Linked DNA regions of Pan troglodytes: region 1 is linked to region 2. Evidence: chromatin contacts called from public HiChIP or PLAC-seq data. All regions are on one chromosome and are shown on one strand. The core of a region is the stretch at or near the end of the contact, and the rest is flanking DNA. Distances in the headings are between cores, read along the strand shown.

Evidence for each region. HiChIP or PLAC-seq counts read pairs in DNA pulled down with a chosen protein or histone mark.
Region 1: a contact with region 2 is called in an H3K4me3 HiChIP or PLAC-seq map of stem cell-derived excitatory neurons, with 4 times the contacts expected there. The contact joins the promoter of INKA2 here to the promoter of KCND3 in region 2. A contact is called at or near these places in 1 of 7 Hi-C or Micro-C datasets (stem cell-derived neural progenitor cells) and 1 of 1 datasets of contacts at active chromatin or transcription factors (stem cell-derived excitatory neurons).

What each region holds. Positions count from the first base shown.
Region 1 is chr1:119,427,859-119,434,289 of NHGRI_mPanTro3-v2.0_pri, reverse strand. INKA2 (inka box actin regulator 2) reads right to left here and starts at 4,710. Exons shown (of 2, transcript XM_054685651.2): 1 at 4,607-4,710. The coding sequence starts at 4,618. DDX20 (DEAD-box helicase 20) reads left to right here and starts at 4,486. Exons shown (of 11, transcript XM_016925673.4): 1 at 4,486-5,131; 2 at 5,552-5,646. The coding sequence starts at 4,831.
Region 2 is chr1:119,193,080-119,199,778 of NHGRI_mPanTro3-v2.0_pri, reverse strand. It overlaps KCND3 (potassium voltage-gated channel subfamily D member 3), which reads right to left and starts at 3,432. Exons shown (of 7, transcript XM_054685643.2): 1 at 3,269-3,432. It overlaps LOC129138661 (skin secretory protein xP2-like), which reads left to right and starts at 1,934. Exons shown (of 3, transcript XM_054676470.2): 1 at 1,934-2,004; 2 at 2,691-3,972; 3 at 4,352-4,675. The coding sequence starts at 1,934. The coding sequence ends at 4,675.

The sequences.
Region 1 (6,431 bases), core at 3,461-5,960, 230 kb before region 2:
GATGAACGCCTTATTCAGGATAAGCTCAGGGTATCAGCCCCCACTGCTTCACAGGACTTGAGCTTTGTCTCCTGGTGCTGCTGTCTTGGCAGAAGTGCTGGACTCCAGGAATTAGGTAAACAATGATCTTGTATGTGCAGTTGTTCTCTCATACTTCCATACATACTTGAAGCAACTTTGATTTGGGGTGTGGAGGAGAAGGACATAGAGAAGAAAGCTATTGCTCTTTGAATACCAAAAGCTGTTTTCCTCAATTTCTCAGGAGTTCTCACTCTCTCCCACGACAGCCACACTTTGAACAACTAAGGCCCTGAAAAAATGTCAGTACTGCATATGATTTTACACCAGCTTGTGCTACTTGCATATTTCATGCTTGATCATTTCCCCAGCTGGGCTGTCAACTCTTTTAGGACAGAGGATAGAAAGAGCCTAGACTTTGCTGTCAAATAGATCTGAGTTCCAATCCCAATTATGAGCTCTGTGACTTTGAGCAGATTACTAATCTTCTTCTGAGGAGTTACTTGAGGGCAGCATCTCCTTCGGCATCTGACACGTAGAAGGCTTTTAGGATAAAGTCCAGACACCAACCTGGCCTACACTTCACTCTCCTGCTCATCAAAGCTTACTGTCCCATTTGCATTCTAAGCTCTTTTGGAATGTGCTATGGTGGTCCTCACCTCCAGACCTCCGTTTTCCCCTCCTCTGTCACAAGGCCAACTTTGATTCATTTTTCAGACTTACTGTAGCTCTCACTAATGCTAGGAAGATGTGGCAGAGACTGTTAGTTGCCTCCAATGTCCTTTCCCCCTTCCTCTATAGTAATGGACCTCCTCTCAAATCAGTGTACAGCTGGGCACGTGATTGTCCAGAAAAATGACATTTCCCAGATTTTTTTTTTTTTTTTTGCAAGAAGGTATAACTTTATGGCTAAGTTCTTTCCAAGAAATGCCAGATAGTGTGGCAGCTTTTGAGAACATTTCTTAAAAGGACTGCTGGCATGATGACCATTACCATTTCTACTTTCTATTTTGAGTCTTCCTCCTTCCTGCTGGCTGCAATGCAAACGTGATGACTGGAACTACAGCAACTGTTTGGGGACCAAGGCAGAAGCCTGGGTGATTGGGATCTTTGTGGATCAGGGCTGTTTATCAGTCCTGCTTCCAGAATTCTCTACAAGGGCAAAATGAACTTCTATCTTGGGGAGGTAAGCTCCTATTTTGGGGCCTTACTTTCAATCAAACCTAATCTTGATGGCTAAGTCTTTCTTGGCTCCCCACATCTGGTTACCTCCTTGACTTCAGTAGCACCCTGCACTTTATACAGCAAATGAGGCCACCTGTTTGTGTGCATCTGTCTCCCCAAGTGCAGAGGCTCTGTTTACTTTGTTCCATTTTTGTATCTCTAGCACTTGGCTGGTTTATACTAGGTGTTCAGAAAATTTTTGTTGAATGATTAGAGATGTTTTGTAGATGGAATGCAAATAATAATATTGCCTACCTTGTGTTGCTTTGAGGGTCAAATGAGAAAAAGTGGCTTTAAAATCTTAAGTTTTCTTCCCTTCTTTCCACATTCCCCCACCGATCCTCACACCCAGGGTGGGCCACCTTACAGTATGCCTTCCTTTATACTGTTTTCTTTTTCTTTTGAGACGGAGTCTCGCTCTGTTGCCCAGGCTAGAGTGCAGTGGTGTGATCTCGGCTCACTGCAAGCTCCGCTTCCCGGGTTCACGCCATTCTCCTGCCTCAGCCTACCGAGTAGCTGGGACTACAGGCGCCCACCACCACGCCCGGCTAACTTTTTGTATTTTTTTTCTAGTAGAGACGGGGTTTCACCATGTTAGCCAGGATGGTCTTGATCTCCTGACCTTGTGATCCGCCCACCTCGGCCTCCCAAAGTGCTGGGATCACAGGCGTGAGCCACCGCGCCTGGCCTGTTTTCTTTTCCTCTGGGTTCAAAAGCCTCCAGTGCAAAATGATTGGATGAGATCATTTGAATCTTAACACCCATTCTAAGTGTCACTCTCACCTTTTCAGTTCATAGGAATCTCTCCCTCCTCTAGCTCCCTGGAAAGGCTCTCCAGGTAGATGGAACAGCAAATACAAAGGTATTGAGGTGTTACAAGTCATGGAGAATTAAGCATCTGGGCTAGTTGGGTCTGGTTGGAGGAGGTAGATGGGCTGCTCTGCCAGAGAAGAGACAGGGATCCCACTGTTATTTATCCCGGGGGAGGCTGGGAGACAGACACAATCAAGCCCATTTCTGTATGTGTTATGCTCCTTACCTAGTTATTAAATGATTTCTTGCTTTTGGGCAAGAGATCTTTATAGCACTAAAAATTATGGTCAACAACACTGTTATAACTTTTGACTAGTGAGAAAAAAAATTTGTGTTATTCACCATGGTTCCCAATAACATTACTGCAATATTTGTGTCTGTAAAACATCAAAAACAACAAATGCAGTAACAGAATGCCTATAAAACTATAAATGTTTTCTGGAAATGTAGTCTTTTTGCTTTTCTTGGGATAATCCTGTGGTTCTTCAGCAGTGATTGGTGTGAGTTCTACAGAACCGCTGCTATGTGCATGGAGACCCAGAAGAGATTTTTGAGCAAGAAGGTGTCAGCCATTCAATGTTTATTGGGTCTACCAGGTGCTTGGTGCTGGCCTGGAGGGCCTAGGATGACAAAATTACTGTCCTTGAGAAGCTCACAGTTTATTTAATGTGAGGCACATACAAGTAACCAAGCAAATACAACATAAGAGCCAGACTAGAATTATTTATAGTGTGATGTGGGACCCTGGGGTGGGGAATAAAAAAGGGTATCAAAAGGAGCAGTATCTGGAGCTGGACCCCAACAGCTTAAGATATCCACTTAAGAAAGATCACTCTAGCACCTGTGGGGTACATGGCTGGGATAGAGAAGAAACTCTGGCCAGAGAAACCATTCAGGAGGTTTTTGCGAGTTAGGATGATAAAGGGATCTAAAATATAGGGCAGATTCTATGGAGACTGAAGAAGAATGGGTGAAATATTTGGAGGCCAAATTACTTGTGCTTGGTAAATTGTTAGAAAGTGGCGAAGGAGTCAAGAATAATTCCCAGGTTTGTGGTCTGGGGATTAGGCAGATAAAAGAGGTGAGGGCAGTAAGAGGAAGGCTGGGACCTTTAGTGCCATCTCCTCCATCAGTCTCCATTCCTTCAAACGGATAGTTGACATTTTCTCAATGTTTTGTAAATTTCCAGGCAAAATAAACCTTCAGGACCACCTTCCAATGGGATTACCATGTCAAAGCCCCTCCTATATCATATGGAATCTAGACCATCACTGTGTGTGTGTCAAGGGGGTAGGGACAATGACCAGCATTATAATCTATGGACAAAGTTGGGCTTGGTTGCAGAATATATTTAAGTTTGGTATTCTTTGTATTTTTAAAAATTTGTTTACTTTTTAAGAATTTGAGACAGGGTTTCTGCATGTTGCCCAGGCTGGCAACTCCTGGCCTCAAGCAATCCTCCCGCCTCAGCCTCCCAAGAAGCTGGAATCACAGGTGCGAGCCACCCCACACAACTAAATTTGGAATTATGAATATGGCTGAGGTCCAGAAATATTTAAATTTGGCATGATGACTAAGAGTTTGTTATAGGAGCTCAATCATTTGATAAATATTGAACATTTCCTATGTGTCAGATTGTTTTTCCCACTAGGGATGCAGAGGAGAACAAGACAGAATAGGTTCTTGTCCTCATAGAGTGTGGGAGACAGGCAGTAGACATATAATTTCAGGTAGGTATAAGTATCATAAAGAAAAAATAAAGCAAAACAAAAGAAGAGAGTGCTGGGAAAGGCCAGGGAGCAGAGAGGATGACAGAGCTGTCTTAGGGTGTTCAAGACCTCTTTGAAAAGGAAGAGCTCTTTGAAAAGCTGATATTTGAGCAGAAGACCACAGCAAGGAAAAGTGGCAGAGACTGCTAGCTGCCTACGCATGAAATGATGGGGGAAGGAGCAATACAGAAGGCATGTAACATTTGAGAGTCTATTAGGCATCCCAAGGGAGGTGCTGCGGAGGCGGATGCATGGAGGCAGATGCATGGAGGCAGATGGATGCACACGTCTAGAGTTTAAAGGGAGATCTGAGGCGGAGATACGAACTTGGGAGCTGTTAGTCCAGTTCCAGGTTCCAATTCAACGTACTTTTATCAGAGCTCACTGTGCGCCAGGGACTTGCTAGGAGATAAATGGGGTTTATCTCACCGGAGATAAATGTGGTTGCACAGCAGACGGACACACCAGCCAATGTGGTAAATAAACCCTTGGGTCCGGCTACGTTCTGCGCGCTCTCTGCCAGCACAGAGGAGCAGCGAGTCAGGGTACGGAGCGGGTAGCGTTGGGGAAGAGGTGGCCGCGAAGCGAGACAGGCCAGCGGAACGGAAAACGGCAGCACGAGACGGGGGCGTGACGCACCGGGCGCATCACAAAGAACGACGAGAGGGCGGTGGCGCCGGGGGCACGGCTGGGCGGCTCCGCCCAGAAGAGGGCCGAGAGGCGGGGCGGTGCCCCCACCGCAGGCCCGCGGCGCCCTCTGCAGGCCACAGGCAGCGACTCACCAGTTGCCTCATCTTTCCTCTCCTCCCTCTTGGGGCTTTCCTCAGGCCACATTTTTTGTGTGTCTGGGCAGTCTCTCAGCCTCCGACTCCCGTCCCTTTCTTCCACTTCCAGGCCGGGCGTGTTAGTGTCTTCGCGGGAAAACTGCCAATAAAGTTTTTCTTCTTCTCGCTCCCAGGATCCCCGCCTCCCCTTAAGCATCGCGAGATCTGACGGCGCGGCTACCATGGCGGCGGCATTTGAAGCCTCGGGAGCCTTAGCGGCAGTGGCGAGTGCTATGCCGGCTGAGCATGTGGCCGTGGAGGTCCCGGCCCCAGAGCCAACACCCGGGCCTGTGAGGATCCTGCGGACCGCTCAGGATCTCAGCAGCCCGCGGACCCGCACGGGGGATGTGCTGTTGGCGGAGCCGGCCGACTTCGAGTCACTGCTGCTTTCGCGGCCGGTGCTGGAGGGGCTGCGGGCGGCCGGCTTCGAGAGGCCCTCGCCGGTGCAGCTCAAGGCCATCCCTCTGGGGCGCTGCGGGCTCGGTGAGAGCGGGGGCCCGGGATAGGTCGGGGGGTGGGGTGGGAGAAGGGGGACCGACGGGCGGCGGCGGCCAGGCCCGCGCCGCAGCTCGGGAAGAGCCCTCGGTCGGCCCCCGGAGCAGGGCCCTGCCGGGGGCTAGGCGCTACGCTCAGTTAACTTATTTGTAAAACTAACGTGCACTATTGAACTTGAGGCTAGTTAAGACCTTTTTTTAAGCACTGACAAATGGTTCTAAGTTTGAGAAGATAAACGGTAAACGTTCAGGGACTAGGCGTGTTCTCATACGTTTTTGAGAATCAACTAAAAATGAAGGTGCCAACTAGGGGAATCTCAGGAGACCCTTCTAGTTCTCTGATTCCATGTTAGCCCCTAAGTTGCTTCAGTGAGTACTGGCTAGTGATAATTGTTTTTTTCCTTCGCAGATTTAATTGTTCAAGCTAAATCTGGCACCGGGAAAACCTGTGTGTTCTCCACCATAGCTTTGGACTCTCTTGTTCTTGAAAACTTAAGTACCCAGGTGAGTTAGCTGAGAGGACCAGAGGAGGATGTGTTTTGTGGACTTCACCACAGGTCAGATGAAATACCAGTAGCTCCTCAGAGCTGGAAGTGAATTTGATGAATGATTGAGTTAAGTGGTGGTGGTGGCGAAATTTGGAATTTTCTATGCGTACCTTATTTAAATAGAATAAAGCTACCATATATGTCAATTTTGTCACTACTTGGTAATACAGACAGGGATTCTTCTTTTACTTACTGACTAGATTAATGTGAGACTTAACATTTGACTTGATTCATGGTAATGTAGTGCTCTGGCTATTGTTGGTAACTGCAGAGTTTGTTTTTTTTTTTTGAGACGGTGTCGCTTTGTCACCTAGGCTGGAGTGCAGTGGCGGATCATTGCTTACTGCAACCTTGAACTTCTGGGCTCCAGTGATCCTCCCACCCATCTTCCTAAGTATTTGGGACTACAGGTGTGTGCCACCACACCTGGCTAGTTCTTGTATTTTTTGTAGAGATGGGGTCTCCAGTGTTGCACAGACCAGCCTTGAACTCCTGGGTTCAAGCAATCCTCCCACCTTTGCCTCCCAAAGTACTGGGATTACAGGCATGAGCCACCACAGCCGGTATGCAGGTGGTTCTTAAAGCTCTGTAAATGTATCATATTGATCTCCCATCTTCCAGGTTGTCTTAGAGTGTTTCTAAGATTGCCTTACCCAAATTAGCAGGAAATTTGAGTTTGGGGATCATTTCTCCAACAAAGATTTGTTGAGTCCGTATTACGTATAAACAGTGTGCCAGGCA
Region 2 (6,699 bases), core at 2,183-4,682:
CACACAACATTTAATTTATTCCCACTAAAATCCTATGATAAAGGCTTTTCTGCCCAAAGGTTACAGGTAAGGAGAAGGAAGCTCAGAAGTCTCTTTCAAAGTGGCTAAGTTCTGTGTATATGGGAGCTGACAATTTTCAAACAGACCATTGATCACCTCACTGCCAAATGGCTTTCCTGATCTAGGTGTTGCCCAATACTGATGTTCCCAAGAGAAGACAGCAAGATGCAGAGATTCCTTTCCCTGTCTTCCCCAGGCAGCAATGAGCAAGGGCTCATGAGGCCTTGCAATTCCAGTTTCAATCCCATCCTCAATTTGTGAAAGCAAGCCATGATCACCCTCTGGGCCTCAGAGTCTTCCTCTGTAAAATGAGAAGAATTGGACAGGAACATGACAAAAGACCCTTTGGCTCAAATGATCCCTGATTCCACTGGATCCAGGACATCAAGTCTATAGCTTAGGTCTCAGTGAGACCTCTTAATGACAATCACCCATGCAAAGAAGGAAGTAGAGCATCTGGGCTTACTGCTGTGAGGATGGAGTTAGCCTGAGCCTCAAGGTAGCAAAGGGAGCTCTGGGAATTCCTGCTGAGGCTGGTGCTCAGCACAGGGCACACAACCTGTGTCACTTGGAAACCAGGGGCAATCCAAGGCCTAGTCCACCCACAGAACCACTGGCCACCTTCCTAGAGAGTAAAGGAGACCGAGCTCCCAGACTCTGAGCCCTGGACCTTTGACCCTTAATATCCTGTTTTATCCCAGAATAAAGCTCAGAGAGGCAGAATCTTGAGGGGGTTCAAGAGGCAAAAAGTAAGAGATCACTGAATCAGAGGCACCCTGTGGAACCCTGTGTGGCCAGACACACAGTTCTGCCCCCTGAAAGGGTGATGCCCTTCCCCTTTCATTCTCCTGGTCCTGCTCTACCCTGATTCCCAAGCTTTAATGCCAGGTACCTGCCCCTGCCAAGCTGAGTCCCATCACCTTCTCCTCTCTACCCTAAGCCAATCTCCAAGGACCACCAGTCCTTTACAAACTGCTTTCAGATGAATAATTGAGAGCTCAGGGGAAGGAAAGATTAACCCCTCCCTATCTTGGGACCATAAAAGCTTCTGGTCCCAAGGCCAAATGTTTACCCCATGCGTGAATCCAGGGCAATCTTCCTAAAGAAGGCCAAGCAAGCACCAGGCTGTCTCCAGAGGCTCAGCCCCTGTCCCCCTGGTAAAACATACCAAAAAAGGAGCAATTACCCCATTGTTACTTTCTCTGTGTGTGGGGGTTGGGAGGTGAAAGGGGAGGACAAGTGTCCCACCAGATACTATATCCAAGGCCACACTGGCCATACCCACCCCACAACACTGCAGGAATGACCCACTCAAGTAGGCCTTCTCCACGGCTCACACAGCAGCATTCGCCCCCTGACAGGAGCCAACACCTTCCGGAGCTGGCCTGGGTATGAATTCCTGCAAGAGGCACAACAGTGCGGCCCCATTTCCAGCCAATGGCACTGCACATGCCTCAAATGCCAAGGTTTTACTAGGACGTGGACGCCTTACAAATGAAAAATCTGAAGCTATTTTTGTTTTTGGCAGAAGAGTTTGACAGTGGGAAAGATAGGGGGTGAGGGGAGGCTGGAAAAGAGACATTCAAAACAGGTAAGCTCTGAAATGAAAAAGGTGACAAATCCTGGCAAAGGAAAACATTTTCCCCTGCTGTAAAAAGTCAGTTACTCCATTAAACAGCTTCTATTTTGGAGGTAAAAGGCCAAAAGGGGGTGGAGTGACCAGACAGCTTGTCCTGGGGTTTGACACCTAGCTGAGTACAGGCATAAGGCAGCAAAAAAAGTCATGTCACCAAGGTCTGTCCTTCAATGACCTCAGTGGAGAGCCTCTGGAAACTTACTTTCCACAATCTCACATCACATCCCCTAGCTCAGAATGGGGCTGGTCTGGGGGCAGAGGAAGGTGCCCATGACCCAGAGGGCTTCTCCTGTGTTCACAGGATTTTGGTAGGCAAAGCATGAAACTGACAAGGTGAACCAAGCTGGGGATCCTTGGGGGACAGGCTTGGGACACACGCACAGATCCTCTTCTCCAACGGTGCCACTCCTATGCTAGCCAGGGCACTTTCCTGAACTCTTTTTCTCCAGCCTCCTCAAGAGCAAAAGGGAACAAGCTACTAACCTCTTTCTCTGGGGGGCCCCTTGTATACTTGCATTTTGTTGCATTCAAGTAGAGACGAGGAAAAAATAAACACATCAGTTCCCTTCCTGTGTGCCAACAGGTCCACATGGGGAAATGTACACATGCTTTGTATTGAATTCGTGGACACCCAGGAGCCCTTTCTACAGACAGTAAACATACAGGCTCCCTCGAAGTAAGGTAAACAAGGCATACATTTGACCATCACGTACATTCATGCAAAATACAGCAACGCATGCCTGGTCTTACAAACAGATCGCATTGTGCCTAGGACCCCGAGAAAGTTCAGACGCTCTCTCTTAAGAAATACGGACCCTTTTTCTTGCAGTGCGATTTCAGGTCTGGAACCTCAGCCTGTTGCTGACATATCAGGGCTGCCCGGGATAAAAGCAGAACATCTTGGATCCTATTCAAATGTCAACACTAAGCAAGCGCAGGAATTTAGTTGAGTCCAGGTAACTTTGCCCAGTCCCTTCCCGTCCCCCACCTCCAGTGTAAACACCTCGCAGAGTGAGTCTTTCGATCCCTCTCCCCGGGGCCGCGACGGCCCTTGGCGTCACGTAGAGACCTTTCCCAGAGCTCGCGGGGTGGAAGTGGCGTCGGGCAGGACCAGAGGGACTGGCCCCCAGCCTCTGGTAGACACACCGCCGGCTCGCCGGGCTGGAGAACTTTGCGAAGCGCCCCAAACCGCTCCAGGTTTCCACTTTCAGCCATTTCTCTCCTTGTCCCCTCACCAAGAGCGGGGACGGAGCAAGCCTTCGCCACCTGTCTCTGGCACCCGCCGAGGGAAGACAGGCCAATGGAAAGAGGGCAGAGGTTCACACCCCACCCCCGAACCCCAGCGCCTGGCTGCCCGGAGGTGGCTCCACAGCCCGAGGGAACCGACGCCCCCGGGCCGGCTGTCTGCTCCCCCACGGCACGGGCCCCACCCCCAATCCTTCCGGCGCCCCAGCGCCCACCCACCCGGGCGCGGGAGTGGGAGGGTGCCGCGTGGGCAGCCGGAGCAACAGGCGTGGGAGCAGCGCTCCTCGCACTTCCTGGCTCCAGAAGGCTCGGTCGCGTCCCTCTTACCTTCCGCGAAGCCAGCCCGGGCCCCGCGCCCGGCGCCCCGCGCGCGCGAGGAAGCTGCGGCCGGGAGCCGGGGCCGCGGAGGCGCCGAGCGCCCAGCAGCGCGGGGAAGCGCCCAGCAGCCGCCGCTCGCGCGGCTCCTCCTCGCCAGCGCAGTCTCGCTCGCTGCCTCCCTCGCTCGGTCGGTTCGTGCGTCCGTCCGTCCGTGGGGCCCTCCCTCCCCCGCCGCCGCTGCCGCCGCCGCCGCCGCTGCCGCCGCCACTGCCGCCGCCGCCACTGCCGCCGCCGCCGCTGCCGCAGCCTCCGCCGCTCCAGCCCCGGCTCGGCAGCGCGTTCCCTCCCCGCCTCGCCGCTCCGCTCGCGGGCTCGCGGGCTCCCTCGCTCTCTCCCTGCCCCCGCCGCTGCCGGCGCCGCGCCGAGCGGAGCCCGGCCGGCCACGGGCTGCCTCTCCCGAGGTCCCTTTCCCGAGGGGGGAGGTGGTGGGGGCGCGGCGCAGGCGGGGCGGGGAGGAGAGGAGAGTCCGGGGGAGGCGGCAAGGCTGCGCCCTCGGCTCCCTTCCGATCCTCGCGGGCCCAGCGGCCCCAGGCCGGGCCGGAGAGCGCCGAGCCGCCAGGCAGCGGAGGAAGAGAGGAGGAGGACCCGGAGTCTCGCCGCGGGAGGGTGCCCAGGGCGAGGGCGTGCGAGGGGGAGTGACTCCGCGCGCGAGGGTGTGTATGAGTGTGAGTGCGTGTGTGTGTGTCTGTGTGTGTGGAGAGGGGCGCGCGCGTGAGAGGGGGGTGGGGAGACGAGGCAGAGCCTAGTGCGTCTCCCCGGGCGAGTGGAGGAATCCTAGGGTGTGCCTGGAGGTGGCGGAGTGTACCGACGCGGGTGTGAGCGCGTGTGCCAGCGAGGGTGGGCACGGGGGTGAGCGTGGCAAGGTGAGCTGGGTTTGGGGGTGGGGGAGGAGCAGGGAGTACGGCGTGAGCGTAAGTTCGGGGGCGTGTGTGGCTGGGGACCCACGGAGAGGTGGCAGGGAGGGCCGGCGTGTGCGCGCGTGGGGTATGTGTGCACCTAGCTGTGTGTCTATTTCTCGCTGACTGTCCACAGGGCAGCAGCACCTGCTTGAGACCAAGCCCGGCGACCTGGCAAGGTGGGGCCCCCTACCGCGCAATCTTTGCGGCTGGCCCCCGGCTCTCAGCTCCGAGTGCAGAGGCTGAAGAGGTACCCGGGGGACACACTGCCTCTAACCCCACGTATGAGCCGCTCTCCTCTCGGAGGGCGAAGGCACCATCGGAAGGTCGAGATTCGCCCTCCTCTCCCGCCACGTCTACCCACCACCCAGACCGGGAGTCTGGACTTGGGAGCGTGAACTCTCACCCGAGCCGGTCCCCTTACAACTGGAGCCCGCCCAGCCCCTCAGTCCCTCCCTGAAGCCCATGGGTCCCCACTGCTCCGTGCCTCGTCTACCCAGGATGGGGAGTGGGAAGGTCAGCATGTGCCCACAGGGCCAGGTGTCCGGCCCAGATTCCCACCCTCAGGGCGGCGGCGCGCAAAGGGCGCAGTCCCCGCCGCTGGGCGGACCCGCGGCTCCGGCTTTCCCGGTGTCTCCAGCCTCGGTGCCCGGAATCCTGGATCTCGGCCTGGCGCTCCGGAAGCGAGGCAGCTCCGTGCCCCAGCAGGGACGGGGAACGCTTGGCTTGAGAGATCACATTTCTGGGTGTGGAGAGGTGGGTGCCGAGGCAGAGAAATGCAAAGTGCGTTGTGACCTCTGGGGTGTTCTAGACTGCGAGGGTGTTCAAGACCCTAGGACAATTGTAGACCCAGGGCTGGAAAAGGACCTCCCTGAATCCGGAACGGGGCTTCTGGCTTGTGAGAACCCCTAGCCCTCTTCCAGATGAAGGAGTGGAAGTCGGTAATTGTGGTCTGGGCCCTTGTGGGCCCCTGGCACCTTGGAGTCCCTCATTCACTCACTCTTACTTTTTCCGGAGCCCCCTTCAGTCTGTCAGTTTGAAAGGTACACAATTGGCCCTTCAGGAGGTGGGCGTGGGCTCCATTAGCGTTTGCCAGGAGTCCCGGAGCTGTGTGGGATTTGCATACAGTAATAATGATTAACAACACTGCCACTCCCTGGCAGACAGGGGAAGAATTCGGGGAAGGCCCTGGCGCTGCTCCCACCTCCCTCCTCCCTTTCCTCTGGGGAAGGGCTAATTTTCTGGCAACTGCACTCCTCAGTTGCTCTGACCCCTGGGAGAAAGTGCCTCAGGTCCTGGGTGGTCACTACTCAGGAGGCAGGGGCACTTTCCTTCAGTACTCCATCCCATGTTCAATTCGGGAAAGTGAAACCCATATTTTATTTCTGCCCAGGTTTGAACTCCTGTACATTCTCACTGTTGTTTAGCATCTTGGGGGCAGCTCAGGGGTTGAGTGCCCCCCTCAGTGTTTGGAGGCTTCAGGAGACAGTTGGGCACATCATTTCTCCTCAGAAAGTCAACTAATGGGACAGTTGTGGCCTCCTGAGACTCGTAAGCTCCGTTTGAAGACCAGACACTGGTCCAGACACCTGCCCCCTCATTCCTCATAAGCTCGTAACTCATTGCTTAAGTGTGGTAGCTGTAGACTATTCTCTCCTTTCTGTCTTAACCATCTAGGGAAAATAGGAAAGACTGGGATTTCTAGTCTAGGCCAGTGTGGGTTTTGTTTACCAGTCCTTCCTACAACCAGGTGATCTGCAAAATGAGAGCAAGCGATGGGGAGAAAGGAGGCCCCTTGATTCGGGCAGCTGGAGTAGTCCTGCTGCCCAGGAGATGCTGTCCCTCCCACCAGTCCCCAGTCATCTATTGCATCTTTCCAGCACTGCCTGTCCTCACCTTCCCCCTCTGCCTCTGGTCCCGGCCTGGCCGGGATTTTCACTTGCTTTTCCCCCATGACACGGCCGCTTTTCCTTTAACTCTCAGCTTCTATTTAAAAAGCTAATTTGGGAGCTTGTCGATGCTCCCAATTCAGACATTTTAAATAGGAACTGAAAGTCAGGAGCTGCCAGGGCACTAGAGTTCCTCCCGTTGCCACCAGCACAGCTGAGGCATTTGTTCAGTCACTCCTCTGGCCCTGGCCGTGTGTGTCTGTGTGTGTGAGCACCCGCGAGCTCAGGGTGTATTTCAGGCTATCTTTTCTATTTAAAGACGGTGCTCCTATGGATGACTATTCTTTCTCTGTGTGTGTGTCCTTTCCAAGCTGTGCACACATGAGGATTCTTCTTTAGTCTCATGGCTGTGGCCGGTATTTGCAAAGCTTGTCACCGTGTGGACTGTGAGGGTAATTGGGAGCCCAGCTCAAAGTCGGCTGCTTCTTTGCTGATGTGCCAGGCTAGTGTGTCTGCGTGGCTGTTTCCCAGGGCTGCTCTGTTCAGGCTCTCTCTTTGAAGCTATGCCTCATATGCCTGAGAATGTCCTTAGGGG